2 separate regions of the Rattus norvegicus genome follow, and region 1 is linked to region 2. Evidence: chromatin contacts called from public Hi-C data. All regions are on one chromosome and are shown on one strand. Each heading gives the region's core, a stretch centred on a gene start, on an enhancer-like site or on the middle of the called end of the contact. The rest is flanking DNA. Distances are from core to core; before and after follow the strand shown. Region 1 holds the start of Cfap90 (cilia and flagella associated protein 90). Region 2 holds the start of Adcy2 (adenylate cyclase 2).

Region 1 (7,405 bases), core at 2,006-4,505, 470 kb before region 2:
CTGAGGCCAGACAATGCAGTCCAGCAAAGAGAACGCATTTCATGTACAGGCAACACCTTCTGGGATAGCCCCCACTCCAGTTGTTTGAGATCTACATGAAGGCCAAGCTGCAGGGAGGTCTAGGTCCAGCCCATGTATGCTCTTTGGTTGGTGGTTAAGTCTCTGAGAGCCCCAAGGATCCAGGTCAGTTGACTCTGTTGGTCTTATTGTGGAGTTCTTATCTCATTGGAGCCTGCAATCCTTCCTCCTATTCTTCTATAAGAGTTCCCAAGCTCCATCTGCTGTGTGGCTGTGGGTGTCTGCATCTGTCTGAGTCAGCTGCTGGGTGGAGCCTCTCAGAGGGCAGCCATGCTTCTGTCTGTAAGCCTAAGAGAGCATCATTTATAATGTCAGGGATTGGTTAAAGCACCAATTTTTATTTGTCATCAAGTACTTGCTGAGTACCTACTGAACCATCCAAGATAAAAGATTCAAGTGACCATGCCCTGGAGAGCTTTCAGTCTAATAAAATCACAAACTCTTCGCCTGGTCAACTTTGGCCAGGATTCTGAATCTTCTGTTGTTTAGCAGTTTCCTGTGGGTTCAGGTGTTCTATCTGGAGCAGTCTCTTTATAGACCTGGAATTTTTAAGTTGAAATATTTCCTTCAGGAAAGAAGGGGAAATGCTCATGAGCTCAGGACTTAAATAACTACTAAGTCTCACCAAGTTCCTGAAACTAACAATACAGACTACATCTCACCAAGGTTACAGAAGCAGTGAAAGATTGCTGGTGGAGAAAAGAATAAGTTGAGCTACTCAGCGAAGGTTCTCTAACCTATGGAGACATCTCTGAGTCACATTGAAGTCTCCAGAGTTTGAGCTTTTGTAAATTGACACCTGGGTTCGGCTTTTTGGCGACAAGATTATTTTAGTTGTATTTGCTTCTTTAAGTAACCTTTCTTGTACACTCCTATAAGTAACCACAGTAAACTCATTTATTCTCGAAGTTATACTTTGATGTAATTATTACTTTGGTTCACTGTTTGAGGTGATTAGCTGTTTTCCATCCCACATTAGGCAATCTATGCTTTTTCCTTGCACAATTTAGTTTTAGCAAAAGAACCCAAAGTTAGTATAACAAGACTCCACTAAGTTCTATCCATGCTCAACCTTCCTCACTAGATCTGCACCATCCACAATCCTCCAAGGTATCCCTGACTGCCTGGTCTGTATTCAGGAGGTCTTCTGCCAGGTAGGTTTAGCCAGTACCCCTGTACCCTCACTTTTCCTCTCTCTCTCTCTCTCTCTCTCTCTCTCTCTCTCTCTCTCTCTCTCTCTTTTTTTTTTTTTTGGTTCTTTTTTTTTGGAGCTAGGGACCGAACCCAGGGCCTTGCGCTTCCTAGGTAAGCGCTCTACCACTGAGCTAAATCCCCAGCCCCCACTTTTCCTCTCTTAATCCATGGCACCAAACTTGTTCCTTGGCTCCTGGCTAGATGCCCTGTGTATCTTGCTAGTTTCAGGAATGTTGTGAGACCTGGCAATTGAACCTGATCTCGATCTCAGGCTGAAAGACCCATTGCAGTAGTCCCTACACCCACTGCCATATCTGTGAACAAAGCCTGCCTTCTATGTGTGCTCATTCCCCTCCGTTGCTGTGATAAAATACTCTGAAGAGAAGCAATTCAGGGGAGGGAAGGTTCAATTTTGTTTACACTTCAGTCCATGTCCATCCTTGAGAGAGCTCAGGGCAGAGACTCAAAGCAGAAACCATAGAAGAATGCTACTAGCCAGATTGCTTGCAGGTTCATGCTTAGCTATAAGAAGAAATATAATCCAAGACCACCTTGCCAGAGATTGGTACACCCACAGTAGGCTGAATCCTCCGACATTGTGACGGTCCTCACAGACATGCCAACAGTACAATCTAATGGGGGTGAGCCTTCTACTGAGATTCCTTTTCCTGACTCCAGGCTGTGTGGCACTGACAGTTAAAATTAAAGCTAACTAGAGATTGGTTTTTTTTGGTTCTTTTTTTTGGTTCTTTTTTTTTTTTTCCGGAGCTGGGGACTGAACCCAGGGCCTTGCGCTTCCTAGGCAAGCGCTCTACCACTGAGCTAAATCCCCAACCCCGAGATTGTTTTTAACTAAAGTGCTATTCGTGAAGTTTTCTTTTACTACTAACAAAATAAGTAACTGAATGAAATTGCAGCTAGCAAAATTATATGTCTGAATGGCTGTGAACGGGATTTCTGTAGTGGAATAATCTCAATTTGGGCTATGCTGGAGCCGAGTTCTCACATAGTTTCTGTCAGCCCCGTCTACCTGTGCAAGTGTGTATACTTTATCATTTATACAAAGCTTGCAAGGGGCCTCAGCTGACCTCTCAGTCTGTCTTTGGAAAGGCTGGGAGAGGTGGGAAAGGTTGACAGTAGATTGATTATAGAGGGTACTTTATTTTATTTTACTGATACTTTCATGGGGACGATAACATTTAACTGGCATGCTCTTGTGACTTCTGCTCCTGGGAGAAGGGTGATGGCTCTGTTTTCTACACATCTCCAAGCTCCAGGTAGATGGTCACTAAGTGACCTCGCTAAGTGATTTCCAGCAAGACTAAAGGCGTTGAGACCTTGCTTTATGGTGGTCTTTTTTTCTGACTCATGGTCTACTCAGGCAAACTACCAGGGGAGAACAGAGGAAAGGAGGGAGTGGGCTTCCTGGAGCTGAGGAGGGAGCATGATCAGAGCTGCCTGAAATCCTATGAACTTGACTCCTGTGCCAAGGTCACTCTCCTCTGCTCCTGTGCCTTGCCCACATATGAAATGCCAGGTACATGTGTGCAGCCCATGCTTCTCTGCCCTTAGCCTTTTCAATATGTGCAATATACACATGGCCCTCATTTTTCTGTTGGATCACACTCCCTAGACCTCTGTAGCCTTTCTCATCTTTGTCATCTGACTTCACCAAGTTGTAAGCTCTCTGTGACCTAGGGCTGTTTGTTTCAGGGCTGAACCGTCAGATCTTGACGCATAGTAGCTTTCTGTCATGATCTGCAAAGTTAAGGAATGCCCAAAACTTAAAACAAACTGTGCTGGTAATCAGATGTAGAGGATTGGGTGTGGTCCCTTAGGTGGCTCCTACTTGGAAAGCCACAAACACACCTGCTCAGGTTGTGAAGTGAAAAGAACTAGAAGGACGCGTCAAGGAACGTCACAAAGTGGATGCTGAGAACAAGGCGCAGTTGCTAGGCAACGACCGAGCGCAGACGCCTGGAGGGACGCAGAAGCCTGATGGAGGGACCCGCCAAGAAGGAGCAGCGAGCGATGGACCCCGGTGGCGTGAAGGAGAAGGAGGAAAAGGTGGAAGAGGAGGCAGGAGAAGAAGAGGGAGAAGAGGAGGAGGAGGAGGAAATTACCGCCGCAACCCTGCGGGGCAAACCCCGACCTTTGCCCATCTCAGCGATATCAGCTTTCAGCTACATCCCTCCACGGCATCAGGGCCCCAAGGAGCACAGCTACTTCAGTCGCGAGGGCCAGGTGAGCAGGTCCAAGAGAGAGAGGAGGGACACACACACACACACACACACACACACACACACACACACACACACACACACACACACACACGAGTCCGCACTATCAGGGAGGGCTCAGAGCGGAAAGGAATGTGATGAGGGCGGGGCTTCAGTGCTAGAGAGAGGCCTGGGGTGGGACCACATAACTTGAGCTGTTCAGACAGTAATAGGGCAGGGTTTCAGGTGTGGTAGTAATACTGTGAGGAGAGGGTTGGGAAGGACTATTTCTGATATTGTCCAAGGGCAGCTAGCCAAGGTAGGAGGGGCGGGGTCAAAGTACTAGAGGCTTTAGAGGTACTGCAGCTCTAGGTAGAGGGTGGTGCCCAGGACAAACTGCACTGAGCTGCAGAGTCCAAAGGAATTGTATAGGGGTGCGAAACTGGCTAGCACGGAAGCCTCCTGTTTTACAGATGTGGAACTGGTCTCGGGGTTAGCTAGGGTTAAATACCAGAGTCTGGGTCAGGGCCCCCTGTGTTATCACTTGTGAAGGGGCTGGAATTTGACACCAGTGAGGCAGACATGGTTAGTAGGCAAGAGAGAGACCTTGAACAGAGGCACAAGGGCACCAAGAATATGGCCATCACAATCACAGTTGTAGACACCTCAGGAAGTGAGGATGGACAGATGTGAGCTTGGTGCAAGTGAAGTGATGCAAATGTGTCCTGGGAGTGGGAACGGCAAAGAGGAGTGAGCATAAAGGGATCAGGCAATCACAGCCATTCCTGGGAAGCTGACCAGAGGTGCCCCTCTGGGAACAGGGGAGAAGCTGCTACCCATCCATTCCATAAAAAACTGAGGGAGTACTGTCAGGATGCTGGGCCACTCTTTCTGCCCACTACCAGTTGGTGGGTCAGTGGAGTGTCAGGGTTGCTCTACTTAAGGTGGCTCAACCCCCTGGGGTCTGTCTGTATCAAGTCTCAGGTAACAATGGAGACAAGCCCTGACCCTAGTTGCAGTGTCTGTAAGGTCCAGGGTGTGGGAAACATTCTGACTCTAGATGGCAGAAACAATAAGAACACTGTCTTAGTTGGGGTTACTGTTGCTGTGAAAAACACCAAGGCCAAAAGCAAACTTGAAAAGAACTTTGTTCACTCACAGACTCCTACAACAGTTCATCATACAAAAGCAGTGAGGGCAGGAACTCAGGCAGGACAGGAACCTGGAGGCAGAAGTTGATGCCAAGTCCTTGGAGGGGTGCTACTTACTGGATTGCCCACAATGACTTTGCTCAGCTTGCTTTTCTGTAGAACGTAGGACCACCAGTCCAGGATGGCACCTCCCAGAATGTGCTTCATCCATCAATCACTAATTAAGAAAATGCCTTACAGGGTTTCCTATGGCCCAGGAGACACTTTATTTTATTTTTGTCCATCTTTATTAAATTGGATATTTCTTATTTACATTTCAATTGTTATTCCCTTTCCCAGTTTCCAGGCCAACATCCCCCCCAGCCCTCCCCCTCCCCTTCTATATGGGTGTTCCCCTCCCCTTCTATATGGGTGTTCCCCTCCCCACCCTCCCCCCATTACCACCCTCCCCCCCAACAATCCCGTTCACTAGGGATTCAGTTTTGGCAGGACCAAGGACTTCCCCTTCCACTGGTGCTCTTACTAGGCTATTCATTGCTACCTACGCAGTTGGAGCCCAGGGTCAGTCCATGTATAGTCTTTGGGTAGTGGCTTAGTCCCTGGAAGCTCTGGTTGCTTGGCATTGTTGTCCCTAAGGGCTCTCAAGCCCCTTCAAGCTCTTTCAGTCCTTTCTCTGATTCCTTCAACAGGGGTCCCATTCTCAGTTCAGTGGTTTGCTGCTGGCATTCGCCTATGTTTTTGCCGTATTCTAGCTGTGTCTCTCAGGAGAGATATACATCCGGTTCCTGTCAGCCTGCACTTCTTTCCTTCATCCATCTTATCTAGTCTGGTGACTGTATATATATGGGCTTCATGTGGGGCAGGCTCTGAATGGGTGTTCCTTCAGCCTCTGTTCTAAACTTTGACTCCCTATTCTCTCCCAAGGGTATTCTTGTTCCCCTTTTAAAGAAGGAATGTAGAATCCGCATTTTGGTCATCCTTCTTGAGTTTCATGTGTTCTGTGTATTTAGGGTAATTCGAGCATTTGGGCTAATATTCACCTATCAATGAGTGCACACCATGTGTGTTTTTCTGTGATTGAGTTACCTCACTCAGGATGATATTTTCCAGTTCCACCCATTTGCCTATGAATTTCATAAAGTCATTGTTTTTGATAGCTGAGTAGATTTCCATTGTGTAGATGTACCACATTTTCTGTATCCATTCCTCTATTGAAGGGCATCTGGGTTTTTTCCAGCTTCTGGCTATTATAAATAAGGCTGCTATGAACATAGTGGAGCACGTGTCTTTGTTATATGTTAGGGCGTCTTTTGGGTATATGCCCAAGAGGTATAGCTGGGTCCTCAGGTAGTTCAATGTCCAATTTTCTGAGGAACCTCCAGACTGATTTCCAAAATGGTTGTACCAGTCTGGAATCCCACCAACAATGGAGGAGTGTTCCTCTTTCTCCACATCCTTGCCAGAATCTGCTCTTGCTGGAGTTTTTGATCTTAGCCATTCTCACTGGTGTGAGGTGAAATCTCAGGGTTGTTTTGATTTGCATTTCCCTTATGACTGAAGATGTTGAACATTTCTTTAGGTGCTTCTCAGCCATTCAGCATTCCTCAGCTGTGAATTCTTTGTTTAGCTTTGAACCCCATTTTTAATAGGGTTATTTGTCTCCCTGCAGTATAACTTCGTGAGTTCTTTGTATATTTTGGATATAAGCCCTCTATCAGATGTAGGATTGGTAAAGATCTTTTCCCAATCTGTTGGTTGCCGTTTTGTCCTAACAAGTGTCCTTTGCCTTACAGAAGCTTTGCAGTTTTATGAGATCCCATTTGTCGATTCTTGATTTTAGAGCATAAGCCATTGGTGTTTTGTTCAGGAAATTTTCTCCAGTGCCCATGTGTTCGAGACTCTTCCTCACTTCTTCTTCTATTAGTTTGAGTGTATCTGGTTTGATGTGGAGGTCCTTGATCCACTTGGACTTAAGCTTTGTACCAGGTGATAAGCATGGATTGATCTGCATTCTTCTACATGCTGACCTCCAGTTAAACCAGCACCATTTGCTGAAAATGCTATCTTTTTTCCATTGGATGGTTTTAGCTCCTTTGTCAAAAATCAAGTGACCATAAGTGTGTGGGTTCATTTCTGGGTCTTCAATTCTATTCCACTGGTCTTCCTGTCTGTCTCTGTACCAATACCATATAGTTTTTTTTATCACTATTGCTCTGTAATACTGCTTGAGTTCAGGGATAGTGATTCCCCCTGAAGTCCTTTTATTGTTGAGGATAGTTTTAGCTATCCTGGGTTTTTTGTTATTCCAGATGAATTTGCAAATTGTTCTGTCTAACTCTATGAAGAATTGGGTTGGAATTTTGATGGGGATTGCATTGAATCTGTAGATCGCTTTTGGTAAAATGGCCATTTTTACTATATTAATCCTACCAATCTATGAGCATGGGAGATCTTTCCATCTTCTGAGGTCTTCTTCAATTTCTTTCTTCAGAGTCTTGAAGTTCTTATCATACAGACCTTTCACTTGTTTAGTTAAAGTCACACCGAGGTATTTTATATTATTTGGGACTATTATGAAGGGTGTCATTTCCCCAATTTCTTTCTCGGCTTGTTTCTCTTTTGTGTAGAGGAAGGCTACTGATTCATTTGAGTTAATTTTATACCCGGCCACTTTACTGAAGGTGTTTATCAGGTTTAGTAGTTCTCTGGTGGAACTTTTGGGATCACTTAAGTATACAATCATATCGTCTGCAAATAGTGATA
Region 2 (7,165 bases), core at 1,520-4,019:
ACCAGATCCAGGCATCTTCCCTGGAACTTGTCTGCAGTTTACACTGAAGACTTACATAGTGGGCATGAAGCCAGCCAGGGGCACGGAGGCAAAGAATCCATTTCATGTCATATGTGGACCTTGCTCTAGGTGACAGCCAAGTTATGGAAACACCAGCCTTGGTTACAGGGAATGAAGACAGGTGTGGAAATGAGGAGCATATTAAGAGAAAGCAATGGCCCTTAAAGTGGTGTGAGGTCCTGCACCCAGCTGAGGAGCTACTGGCTGCTGATGGCTTCTGCAAGAAGGCACAGTTTCCCATACACCAATGGATAACCCCACAGCTATGCACTCGTGGACAGCGTAATTGGACTCCAGGTTTTTGTTGTTGTTTTCTTTTGTCTTTTGGTGGTCTTGAAGAAGGCAGGGAAACAGACTCTAAAGGGGTCCAGGGAGGGGAGGGAACTCAGACGTGATTAAATACATTGCATATATGTCTATGAAGGTTTCAAAGGCTTTGTAAAAGTTATCATCCCAACATTTAAACTAAGCAAAATGTAAAAGGGACTCTCTAAGGACAAATGGGAGGAACAAAGGCAACTTAAAGAGAAGCAAGCCTTAAGTCCCTTCAGTACTCCTCCCATGCATTTCTCACCAACCCATTCAAGAGTACCTAATTCAACGTGGTTTAAGTTAGAGCGTTCTAACCTGGAAAACAAAGTAGTGTCCCTGGGGAACATGAACTTCGCACTTGTCTCCCTAGACTAATGGCACTAAAAATAGGCCATCACCTGCTCCTCTCCATTTAGGAAGGAACCAGCCAGAAGGATTTGAATTACTCACAAACAGAAACACTTAGAAGGAGCACATTTCCAAAGGACAACTGTGATGTTTTCCTGCCAGCAGTGTGAGAGTGAGGTGAGGACTTTAAAGACTGTTGGCTTGCCATGGTTCCGCCCTCCGCTCCCCCAAATCTCTCTTTTAGTTCTTTTGGTCTTATAAGTGGGGACAAGCAAGTGAGGCAGGGGTAGAGCTGCCCTCCTCTTACACCTAGGCTACCAGGATCAAAGGAGCTCCCTGCTTGGCCTGCTACAGCAGAGTGCCAGTGACGTCATGCTCTGCCACGTTGGATTATCTTTTCTTACCACATGGAACTCGATCAGAAAACAGGACTCAGGCTGGTAAGGGCACTTAGAAAACTGAGCCATGACGTAAACTTTTTTCCCCCTGACTCATAATGTGACCGCCATATGGTCCAGGGTATCTAAAACGAATTTTCAAATACCTAACAGAGTTTCTGTGCCCTTGAGGCTGCGTGAGCTGAATCTGCTCAAGACTGGTGAAAACAGGCATGTCTCTATATCCTAAGCTCAGGAAACACCGTTCAGTGGAAACATCCCACATTAGCCACTGACCAGACAACTCAGAGGCTAATTCAGACCTTGGACACAATCTATACACTCAAATCATGGTCGGGGGGCGGGGGGGGAGTTTGAACCACACTCAAGAGAAGAGAGCACTAAGAGGAAGTTACTGCCATCTACAGATTTCCTTTCAGGGCTCCAGGGAGCCAGCTCAAGATTCCTGACTGAAAATTATGAAGCAGGAAAACTGGCATCAGCTACTGGGCTGCGTTAATGCATCCAGTGATGAAAACATGCTTTGACCATCTGCAGGGAACCATGATAGACTCTAGAAAGTACACTTCTCTAGAAAGGGGAAAGCAGCGAGGGGCCCTTCCATTTTTAGCTCACTTATAGTCTCTGGAGATGAGGCATGGGCATCTGCTCAACACTCCATCACTTTCTCTCTACATGGCTAAGCACGTTAAGATTCAAAAGCCAATATGCACAGCATTATCTGGTTTTCATTTTGGCTGTCATATGAACTGCTTTGCCAAAGCAGCCTGTTTTAAGAGTTAAATAATGACCAGACCAAACTCAGAGAAGAGAGCCGGGGGCGTTCCGCGGACAGGGATGGGAGGCAGCTAGCGCGCCAAGGAAGCCGGAGGACTGCCACTGCTGTGGGCAGCGGCGCCCGGAGAAAACGCAGCTGGCCACGGGGCGCAGAGATGCTGAACCCACACACCCTGCCCGTCCACCTGGAGCACACCCTGGCAACTTTATTTTGGGCAAAGCCTTCCAAGGAAACTTTTCCTGTGTCCGCAGCTCTCACCCTAGCCAGGCTGGCCTTGGACAGGGCGCAGGGGGTGAGAAGCAGCCTGGGGCGGGACACGGTCGCCTGCACGGTCCCCTCGAAGCCACGGGGAGGCCACTCACCAGCCCGAGCGCGAAGAAGACGGCTAGCAGGGCGAGGCAGGCGCCCATGACGATGAGCAGCAGGAAGACGATGAGCGGGTGCTGCTGGCTCATGCAGTAGTAGGACTCGTAGAGCCAGTCCCGGGACCGCTGCAGCCCCTCTCCGCCTCCCGCCGCCGCTGCCGCCGCCGCCTCGGCGCGGTCCCGCAGGTAGCGGCGCCGCCGCATCGCCTCCTGCCACATCGGGGCGGCTCGCGGGGCGCCCGCCGTGCGCGCCCTGCCCGGGCAGCGCCGCTCTGCGGTCGCCTACCGCCTGCCGCCCCCGCGCCGCCGCGACCCGCCGGTGGCCCGCCCGGAGCTGTACGCAGGGGCCTCGGGCGCGGGCGGAGCTCGGAGCCCCGGGCTGGGCGCGCTGACGCGCGGGCGGGGGCCGGGGGCGGCCTCAGGGCAGCTCCCGGGCGCCGCTGCCGCCACCACTCTCGAGGGCGGGAGCCACCGGGCCCCTCGGCCCGCCTCGCCCCACCCCGCGCGCGGCGCACCGGCCTCCGCGCAGGGGCGGCGCCGGCCCGCGCCCACCACCGCCCCCCGACGGCCAGGCTGGGCTCCAGAGAAAGCTGCAGATTGGGTTCTTGCCCTCCTCCGTGCCGCAGACCACACAGTGGGCGCCCCCTCCTCTTGCTTCTGGACCCCAGCCAGGCAGATTGGGGCTCTAGCGCTGCTCTCCACTACAGCAGAAAACAGCCTGAGGGCTACCGTTGGGCTCCTCGAGTCTCTCACCTGGCTGCCAAGGTTCCCACTGCCTCTCCATGATCTCACAAGGCAGCAGTGAAAAAGGCTGCCATGCTCTAACCCCCCAACCCCTGGAGAGGGGTCCCACATCCCTGACCACTGCCCCTCTGTAGTATCCCTACTTAGAAAAATTTGGCCTCTTTTTCACTTTCTCTGCTATAATTTGACTCCCAATACAGGGCAGGAGTTAGGTCCCCGCCAGGACTTGTGGTAGTCCTCTTGAAAGAATGGCCCCCATGAACTCAATTCCACCATAACTGAAGATACCTGTGGTCCTCAGGCAGATGGCCACTCCTGTTCTCTGCCCTTTGCTCTTCACACCTTAGCAGTGAGTGCCCCGTGGACCTCGGTGTTTGCTATCACAGATCTCCCTAGAACCCTTTCTGTGTGGCAGGGATGGCACAGAAGTTGGAGCAAGGAACAGGAATTGTCCTCCTTGGAGGCAAGGTTGACCTGGGATTCAGTCACCCCATGCATGCCACTTGCTACTTACAGGAACCAAATGCACGAGGCATGGGGGACCTAGCTAGATCCTTCATGGGCGGGCTCGGCAGGCATTTGTGCCTGCAACTTCAACCTTTGTTGTTCTTTCTAGTTTCTAGATGACAGGTCTAATCACTGATCTTCAAAGGGCTTCTTCTAGAGGGTTCCTATTTTCCTGTCCTTCCATCCAAGAACCCATAAGCCATTTTCTCCCCAAATCATTTTCTAAGGAGTTCACAACACCTCATCAACAGCCATTTTTCATTCTTTGTCAGCCCCAGGACCGTCTTGCCTTAGACATGTCCCCTGACTTCAGCCTGCCTACCTGAGCTGGCTACCAGCATGGACAGGTAGGCTAAATAACTGCATCTCTCAAATGCTGGGCCTAGGCCATGCACAGAGACTCAGACTCAGGGACTTCCGGGGATTTTTATTTTTGACAGTAGTTCATGTCTTCTGGATCCAATGAATGAAGACACAGCTTTGTTAACCTCTGCAGAGGTCAAGGATGGAGTTCATGAGAGAGTTGGCTTGAAATCTGGGACATATCAGTCTTCCACACCCAGTCCTGGAGGAAATCACAGATGGGAGGGTTTCTCTTATATCACCCGCTATTCCCATTTCATTGCCACTAAGGGGGTCCTAACAGTAGAAGCAAACTTGTCATGGAGGCTCCCTCCTCTGTTAAACAAAAGCTTACCCTTTACCACACATTCCTACTGAGTCCCAACCTCTCCTGAAGGCACAAACTCTCTGATTGACTGGTCCCTTTCTTCTGGACCAGCAACCATAAATCCTCTATTTTCAGGTTTTATAGGTGTTTAGACATCCCGAAAGTAAGGTTCAGCAACAATAGCACTAATGAATAGAATTTATAAATAGCCAGGGCTGGTCTGCTTGCAGGAAGCTTGGCAAAGTGGGCTGTGCAGACTCTGTGGGGAAGCTGAGAACCATCCCAGGGCAAGACTGTCTGGGTTAGGCAGAGCTGTGCATTTCCAGTCCTTCCCTACTAAAGAACTTCTGTTACTTACCTCCTCTCCAGCTCCCGTTTCCTCACTGATAGCAGTAAAAAGCCTCCTCCTTCACCCACACGAGAAGGAAGAAAAGATAATCCGAGATCTAATGAGGGAACAGTAGTGCTTAAATACTTTCTTTCCTGTAGCAGAAAAATGTGTTTTAGTATCCACTGTCCATGACATATGTGGTAAGGAATGACAGCTGAAGGGAATATTTTATAAAATATTTTATAAAAGTAAAATAAAGGCAAAACCTAATGGGAAAGACCCTGCCTGTGCCTTTAGGAGATGTTTAATGTCCCATTCTTTCATTTAATTAAACAAATATTTTATTTTGTGCCTACCATGCATGCACTAAATGATACTGGGAGGAAAGTGTAGGTAGCCTGAGGCCACTGGAGGGCTTTCCCATGTTCTTAGAAAGACAGGGCTCCATGAAGCAGCCAGGGACAAAATCCAACGTTCCTCCTTGCTTTGCTCTCCCTCTCCTTTGAGCCTTAATGGAGACACCATACACCAAGGTCATAGGAAGGAAACACCATGACAGTCAAGGCTGTATCTGCCTCCTCTGTAATTTTCATTGGGGTTTGTGGATCTGTTTTGTTTGGGGTGTTTATTTTTATGGGAGCCTTGGTCAATGTTTCCTATGCAATACTAAAAGAAGTTAACTATTTAAAAATGAGTGTTACTCTATCAGTGTTTTGGTATCCATGGGACAAAGAATATTTTACAGAGTCTACAATGGTTTTTACTCTTGAAAGAGAGACAAAAGAAGAGGAAAGATAACCCCTAAGCAGCATGAGACAAAATGAAAAATAACCTTTAGCAGGAAGCCAAGACATGAAATATAGGCTTGTGACACTAAAGGGGCCCTAAGGAGTCCTCTAGCTCATTTCTACGCCTTCAGGTATCAGCACTGCTGCAAAGCAGCAAGGCATGAGGAGCAAGGGGGCTTTGCCCGTAAGTGTGCCCTGCATCAATCTGTGACAAAATATACAAAGAAAAAACTCTGGGGGCTCTAACTAGGCCTCTGGGAGGAATGAACATTTGGAAACGTCACCTTCCCTGAAACACTAGAGGGCAGCCTTCTATCTTGCTAGGGAAAAGCAGCAGGCAGGCTTTCTGGGGAGGGATTCATGTGCTTGGTGCAAGGTTCTGTTACCTTCACCTTGAATTCTTAATAATTTTCAAAAAGGCACCTTGCACTTCCATTTTGCTGATGGTTTTACAAATTAGAAAGCCAGTTCTCCCAGCAAGCTGTATCCAACAGTCTTCCTACCTTCCCCAGTTAAGTGGAACCTCAGAATATTATGGCTGAAGGCAAGTCTTCTCTGCTCAAGACTCCGCCCACGCCTCCTAATCAGATTCCCATACCTTAGGCCGCGTCTCATTGATTGAAAAGAAAGTTATCACACTGAGGGGCAGGTTAATGCACAAGTGAGTTTTACTTTAAGCAAGCCCATCTCTTCATTCCTATTTCAGACCCAGTTGGATTAGTTCAGTCAATAAGGGTGTTGCCATGCTCCTCCCAATGTTCACAGTGTCCACAATGATTAAATAAACGCAGGCCAGGAAACACACTAAGGGCAGAAGTGGACACGTGCCAGCCAATACAATAATACAGGTGAACCTAGCATAATGCTTGCCTGTGTGTTCATGTCTCTCTCTGGATTTACTAAAACATATATATAAAAAGGATGAATGATCTGCTAACTGATTCATCATCACTGTGGAATATGTTTTATGTACTCAGCTAACATTTACATTTTTTATTGAATCGGACACTTTTCTTTGCTGTGGCCAAAATCGCTGAGACACCTTAAGGGAAGGATTGATTTGGGAACATTGATTGGAATTTAGAGATTCCAGTTCATGATCAAGGAGCTCTGTGCATAGAAAGGAGAGAGGAGGAAGTCTCATAATGACAGATAAGTAGACGAACAGGGTAGGAGTAGAGAGATGGAGATGGAGTTGGGGACAGAGATAAAGAGACCAAAGAATTAACTCACTGATGAAAATTGAGCTCTTTAATGGTTAATATTGATTGTCTATTTGACAAGGTCCATAGTCACCTAGGAGACAGACCTCTAGGCATCACTATAAGAAAATTTCTAGACTGAGTTCATTGAAGTGGATAGTATCATTTCAAGGGCTGGGGTCCTGGGAAGAGTATGTAGGAGAAACCATCACTCATCTCTCTGCTTCTGACTGGATGCAATGTGACCAGCCACCTCTGGCTCCTGCTACCATGGCCTCCCTCCTGTGATAAACTCTGCCTTTGAACGGTGAGCCACAATAAACCCTCTTCCCTTAGGTTGCTTTTGTTGGTTATTTTGTTGCAGCAATGAGGAAAGTAACTAATATAGACCCTCATGATCCCATTTTAGTGCCTCCTGCTGAGAACCAAGACCTGAGTTTTGGCAAGGGTGTGTGGAGAATATGACACTTCATACCCAAATTATAGCACTGAATGCTTTTAAAGTTGTTAGGGAATATTCTAGAAACATCCTTATATTCAAGTATAATATACTGAGAGATCATAGCACAGTGACTGTTCCATTCAGATAACATAGATTATGGCTGTGAACCACTGTAGACTGATTGATTCATGGCTTTATTTCTGAGTTTGTAAATAAACCA

What was found. A called contact is a pair of places that touch in the nucleus more often than the background predicts.
Region 1: a contact with region 2 is called in a Hi-C map of Schwann cells, with 6 times the contacts expected there. The contact joins the promoter of Cfap90 here to the promoter of Adcy2 in region 2. A contact is called at or near these places in 2 of 12 Hi-C or Micro-C datasets (Schwann cells and frontal cortex).

The regions. Positions count from the first base shown.
Region 1 is chr1:36,674,153-36,681,557 of GRCr8, reverse strand. It overlaps Cfap90 (cilia and flagella associated protein 90), which reads left to right and starts at 3,255. Exons shown (of 3, transcript NM_001400836.1): 1 at 3,255-3,516. The coding sequence starts at 3,271.
Region 2 is chr1:36,199,658-36,206,822 of GRCr8, reverse strand. It overlaps Adcy2 (adenylate cyclase 2), which reads right to left and starts at 2,769. Exons shown (of 25, transcript NM_031007.3): 1 at 2,259-2,769. The coding sequence starts at 2,480.